2 separate regions of the Mus musculus genome follow, and region 1 is linked to region 2. Evidence: chromatin contacts called from public HiChIP or PLAC-seq data. All regions are on one chromosome and are shown on one strand. The core of a region is the stretch at or near the end of the contact, and the rest is flanking DNA. Distances in the headings are between cores, read along the strand shown. Region 1 holds the start of Pilrb2 (paired immunoglobin-like type 2 receptor beta 2). Region 2 holds the start of Irs3 (insulin receptor substrate 3).

What was found. HiChIP or PLAC-seq counts read pairs in DNA pulled down with a chosen protein or histone mark.
Region 1: a contact with region 2 is called in an HNF4G HiChIP or PLAC-seq map of pancreatic cancer cells. The contact joins the promoter of Pilrb2 here to the promoter of Irs3 in region 2. A contact is called at or near these places in 1 of 39 promoter capture datasets (neutrophils), 1 of 115 datasets of contacts at active chromatin or transcription factors (pancreatic cancer cells) and 1 of 9 other capture datasets (pancreatic islet).

The regions. Positions count from the first base shown.
Region 1 is chr5:137,870,089-137,873,016 of GRCm38.p6, forward strand. It overlaps Pilrb2 (paired immunoglobin-like type 2 receptor beta 2), which reads right to left and starts at 1,670. Exons shown (of 5, transcript NM_001384202.1): 1 at 1,481-1,670; 2 at 777-1,163. The coding sequence starts at 1,565.
Region 2 is chr5:137,644,154-137,647,118 of GRCm38.p6, forward strand. Irs3 (insulin receptor substrate 3) reads right to left here and starts at 1,561. Exons shown (of 2, transcript NM_010571.3): 1 at 938-1,561; 2 at 1-591. The coding sequence starts at 1,367.

The DNA of each region.
Region 1 (2,928 bases), core at 420-2,919, 230 kb after region 2:
AATAGGGAGCCATAGAGCAAGGTCATAAGAAACAATGCAGCAACACAGATTCCCTGCTCCTGTAGGGACCTGTGCAGGAACACACAGTGACCACCCTGGGCCTCAGGGCTCCCGTGTCCAGGGGACTGCAGTTGCTACTGCATCAGAGGGGCTGGAGAGATCAGAAGACAGAGCAGCCACATCCTGAAAATAGGGAAAATTTCTTTTTCATTTTCTAATGGCTGAAGATCCTGAGGAGAGAATACAGATGTGTCCTGGGGAGCTATGAGGGGAAATGAAGGACTGTGGTGGCATGTGGCAGTTATAAGTATACCTGAGGATACCAGAACATGCAATGGTCCCCACTATATGTTCTTTTATAGTTTCTGAGCTGAGGTTGGAGTTGTGTGGAGATGCTGCATAGAGGGATCAATTGGAGTCCTTATGTAGGGCCAAGAGAGTCAGCTACATTCTGGAGAAGTTTATTCAGCTTGAAGTCATGTGTGAAAGCTGGCAGGAGAGTAGTCAGATTTCGAACAATAAGGGAGTGAGCAGGAGGGAAGGACAGATGCTAAAGCTTAGAGTCAGGTGTGGTTCTGTGTCTGCAGAGAATGACAAAACCATAGCAGAGGTAGCAGAGAAGGCTAGTCACAACTACAAGGGAAGTGCTGTTGGCAGAGGTATGGGCAGTTCCAAGGGAAATGAATATGAAAGGAAGCTCAGAGTTATGAAGCCTGAGGTGACAGGCACAGGACAAGGAAGCCACAGACATCAAAGCCCGAGCCAAGGTGACTCACCTTGTGTCAGGGTGAGTTGGGTTCCAGGAAGTGACTGCCAAAACTTTATGCCTTCTGTTGTTTGCAGAAAAACTCTGCAGAAGTACCAGGTCTGGTCAGACTCCTTAAAGTTCAGGATTCTGAGGACTCCAGATGTCTGACCCTGTGTCCAGTTCAGGATGAGCCGGCCCTTGAAGTGCTCATGTATGAAAGGCATGGAGGAGTTGTAGATGAAGTGCCCAAAGAAATCCTTCCATCTCCAGGCTATGCTCATCTGTGGATCCTTGGCTAACTTCCAGGGGAAGTAGAAGGAGAAGGGGATGTCGATGGAGCCACCCTGGACTCCAGAGCAGCGTTCAGGTTGGTTGACCCCAAAGTCATTTCCTCCGTTTGATCTTGCTGAATTTCCTGGGAAGGATGGGGAGACTCTGAAGCCACTGCAGGGGACAGTGACAGGAAACATAGAAAGGACAACACAGAACATTCTGAGACTTCTTGCACAGGCAGGGGTGAGACACAAGGCAGGACTGTCCCCAAAGCTAGTGGGACAGGAAAGACAGTGAAGGGTTGGGTTGGGCTCCCTCTGCAATGTCAACTGACTCTTGGGGCAGAGAGTCCTGGCTGGCTCCTCTAGCAGACACCTGTCCACATGACTCCCTACTCTTCCCAGCCCCATTGTCCCCTCCTGAGGTTAAGTCCCTGCTAGTGAGGTCGCTACCACTCACCAGCATGCAGACAGGCTGATGAGAGCAGAAGCAGGATCTGAGCCATGGCTGGAGTCTCTCCAGGAAGCGAGATCAGCAAAGCCATCAGGAAGGCAAGGATGCTCTGTCTAGGGACACTGGGGTGCTCAGGAGTCCAGAGAGAACCAGGGTAAAGCGAGACAGATCCCCAGGCCTTCTCATGTGGAGGACTGAGTTGGGGCAGGACCTTTCCATCTCCACCTCCTTGTGGCCAGCAACTTCCTTTATTGATCTGGCTTCTTCTTTTCCCATGTTGCAGAAGATCCGCCCTGTGGTCACTGACAACATAACTGGACTTTGGCCCAGCCCCCATTGTTGGCTTGGAGACATGGCTTTGTCCTCAGGAGGCAGGGCTCTCCTCTCTTCCACCTTCATCTTCTATCTTATCTACTGTTTTCCATTTCCTAAGTGGCTTGTAATCTCTGTTTCCCTTCCTCTATTTTTCTTCTAGTCTTTCCTTCCCCCTACTTAATCTCTTTCTCATTATGTCTCCCACCATGCTGGTTGTCACATTTCTCTCTAATTATCTCACCTAATGAAGTTGTCAGTTTCTAAATCACCTCAGACACAATGAGGAAGGTGTAATCAGGAAACACAGTAAGTCCCAGGCCCTAGCACAATAACCCCCTTACCCTGCTCTTCCTTCCCCCTCTCTGTCCCCATCGCAACTTGCTCTTTCTTGCCTTTCAGGGAGCCTTCCCAGTGCCCAGGCAGAATCAAGGCTTTGAGGATCCCCTCCACCTTGCCCTGATCTCTGTGGTAGAGCCTCCAACTTCCTTTGGCTTCCTGGACAGTGACTCTAAAGCTACTCCAGTTTCTAAAGGAGCCTTCCTGCCTCTCCTCCTCCTACCATAACACTCACTCAGGAGAGGATAACAAGGATCAGAGAAGTCAAGGCACATGTCATACAACAGCCACGTGGCTCATTGACTGGACTTTAGTCACATTGAGTTCTTGGAGTCTTCCATTCCACACAGAGACTTCAGTTTGCCTGCTCAGTGCAGCCTCTGAGGAGGCTCTTTCCACAAAGCTCTTGAGTGACTTCCTCTAGTTATGGCCACAGGAGAACCTTCTTTGGACTAAGTGGGCAAACACAGCTCTGAGCAGCCATGTGTCATTCATGATGTAAGGCCTGGGACATGGCTGACAGTGGACACAGCTGGCCTGTGACTTGGGTTGAAAGGTTGGGGCAGAGGCTGTGGTGACCTCAGGGCTGGTTCTAAGGAGGTTCAAACTACCCTTCCTCAGGACATGGTGCCATCAGCTTCCTGAAGGGCACAAACACATGATGGTGTCAGAGGAAGTGGCATCAATCTCCCTGAGTGACATGTGCAGAGACCTCTTCCCATTTCCTTAGGTTCCCTGGCACTGATCGCCTTGTTCCTGCTTCCCTGCAGCTGGCTTTGCAGCCTGCCCTCTTTCATGTCTGC
Region 2 (2,965 bases), core at 311-2,810:
AGTTCCCGCCCAGATCTAGTCCCTTGTAGGAGTGTGTTGACCCCATCCTTTCCAGGGGCTTGAAGTAGTCCTGCTTTGCTCGCTCACTGGGGCTTCTTGCTTGTGCTGCCGATGCAGGGATTTCATATGGTGTCGGGGTAGGAGCTGCAGGAACACTCTTTGGAGGATTTCCCTGTGGCGGTGGCTCAGCTTTGCCAGCTGCATTGCTCCCCAGCCGCTTCATGGCAGCCAGGACTGTCTCATGAATGCTTTGGGCCACCACTGCATCAGGAGCCTGCAGCCAGAGCTCACCAGGACCAATGGGCGCTGAGCGCCCGAGTTCCAGGAAGAAAAAAGAGTCTGCGTGGCCACAGCGGCGCACACTGAGCAAGGACAAGCGCAGGACTGGTGGTGGCGTTGCCCGGCTGTCTCTGGAACCTTTGCTTCCAGGCTTTCGCAGGAGGCTCAGGGCCCCAGAACCCAGGCACAGGCGATAGCTGCCGCTGCTCAGGCCTTGTGCTCTCCCCAGCCCCTTGGACCGCAGTGTCACAGGCCAGACGTCCTGGAATGGGGCGAAGATCCAAGACTCAGGGGCCTCTTGGGGACTGAAACCTGGAGAGAATTGGCAAGTCACCGGGAGGCAGGGGTTGGGGTCACCGGGTCCCAGGTGACCAAGACGTTTTATACGTCTTTTTTTTTTTTTTTTTTTTAGCTTAAGATTTGAACCTCAGGCCGGGCGTGGTGGCGCACACCTTTAATTCCAGCACTTGGGAGGCGAATTTCTGAGTTCGAGGCCAGCCTGGTCTACAGAGTGAGTTCCAGGACAGCCAGGGCTACACAGAGAAACCCTGTCTCGAAAATAAAAAAGATTTAAACCTCAGTTGATCTGAGGGAAATGGGTTCAAGATAAACTAAGTCGGCAACCCCCTGACCTCCCCGTCGCTCACCCAAGGCTCACCCATAGCAGTAGCAGCAGCGGCTGCGGCGGTGGCGCGCACCTCGAGCAGGGCGCTGTACCATGCTTGCTGCTCTGCTTCGCTGGCCGCCGCCACGCCCAGGCTGCTGTCGCTGGTATAGATGACGATCAGGTGGCGCTGACGGGCATCCGCGCGCTTGCTAATAGTGCAGGCACCCTCCAGGCTAACGGTACGCCGGGGTCTAGGTGGGCGGCAGCCGCTGGCCAAGAACTTCTTCTCGCTCTCGTAGCACTCCAGGCGTGGTGGGTCAGCGCGCAGCACGAAAAAGCGGCGGCGCTGGGACTTCTGCTTCCTCAGATGGCCACAGAGCCGCACGTCGGGCAGGCAGGGCCAAGGAAACGGTGAGCCGAGGGACACGTCGGTGCACTCGCCCCCGGAGGAGACTGTGGGGCCCGTACCTGCAGGCTTCATTTCCAGCCAAAGACAGTAAACTGTCCCCAGAAGGACTGATTTGAATGGGTCTGGCCCCCTGAGCTACCACCCGCTTGGAACAAGTAGCCCTGGGAAACTGCAGCCGGCCTAGCTGCCCTGCATCTCTCCACGCCCTCTCCTGACTTGGAGTGAACAAGGAGCCTGTACACAGGAGTGCGTGTGTCCCAGTGGCCAGTGACACCAGGACTCCTAGGTCTAAGGGAGGCTGACCTAGCTGGGTCAGCCTCCTTGTTGGAATCTCCACCCCTTCAAGTTAACCCTCCCACGCCCGAGTGCAGGAATTTGAGTTTAGGATTCATAGGCTAGAGTAGGAGCCCTGCACCGCTGGGACCAAACTTTCACAGGGGCGGGGAGTGAGGGGGGGCATCTCTACCAATCAGCTGACTGGATGTGGGGGTGGAGGAGTACCGCCAGAGGCAGCCCGGGGCAATCTCGAAAGCCAGAAAGCCAGGGTGCAGAAGAAGCGGCTGTGGTTAGCAGTGATGGCACTAGTAATTAGAAGAGTGGCCTGGCCTAGCGGGCCATCCTGATAGCGGCAGTTCTCCAGGGAGGAGCCTCCGAACTGAGCCTCTAGTTGTATAGGTCCTCAGTGTTCTTTCCTTTCCTACCCAGAGATGATCTTTGTGTCTTTGCTTCTGAGCTATCTGAGTTTGGGTTGATGGATACCCCAGGATAGGAAAACCAAACTAGATTGGTCTCTGGTAACCAACCGCACCCCCACCCTCTCCAGATTCCCACGCATGCAAATGTCCACTGAAGGATGTGTGAAAGAGGACTTAGTCTCTCAGAGACACCTTCCTCAAAGTGCCCCTGACCACCAGCCAAATGCCAACTTGAACCTGATGGTGGCTGTGGTCACAGGAGCTGGGATCCTGTGGCAGACGTCCTGGTGAGCCCGTGTATCCTGAGAGGTTTGGGTGGGGCTGGAGATCATAGGCCACAAATGCACATGCTTATTGGAGGCTGGAAGACAACCTCTCGTATTCCTCAAGAGCGATCCCTCTTGTTTTTGAGACAGGCTCACTAGAACTTGTCTAGTAGGTTCGATTTGCAGGCCTGGAAGGCCTCAGGCCTATCATATGTCTGACTCCACTTCCCCTGCCTGAGGTTACAGTGCATGCTACCACACCCAGCTTGGAAAATAGTACGTGTGTTGTACAGGCTGTCCCCTGCATGTGGTCAGAGGTCAGCTTTTGGAAGTGGGTCCTCACCTTCTACCTTTTTTTGTTTGTTTGTTTTTGTTTTTTCGAGACAGGGTTTCTCTGTATCGCCCTGGCTGTCCTGGAACTCACTTTGTAGACCAGGCTGGCCTCGAACTCAGAAATCCGCCTGCCTCTGCCCCCCAAGTGCTGGGATCAAAGGCGTGCACCACCATGCCCGGCTAGCCTTCCACCTTTTTGAAGCAGGGACTCTCTCTGCTGCCGCACTGTGTACCCCAGGCATTTAAAGATAGTAGTGGCCATTATTTTTTTAGGCAGGGTTTCTCTGTAGCTCTGGCTGTCCTGGGACTCAGAGAGCTGCCTGCCTCTGCCTTCCGAGTCGTGTCCTGTTGTAGTCTTCTAGCTTGCTCTAGAAGT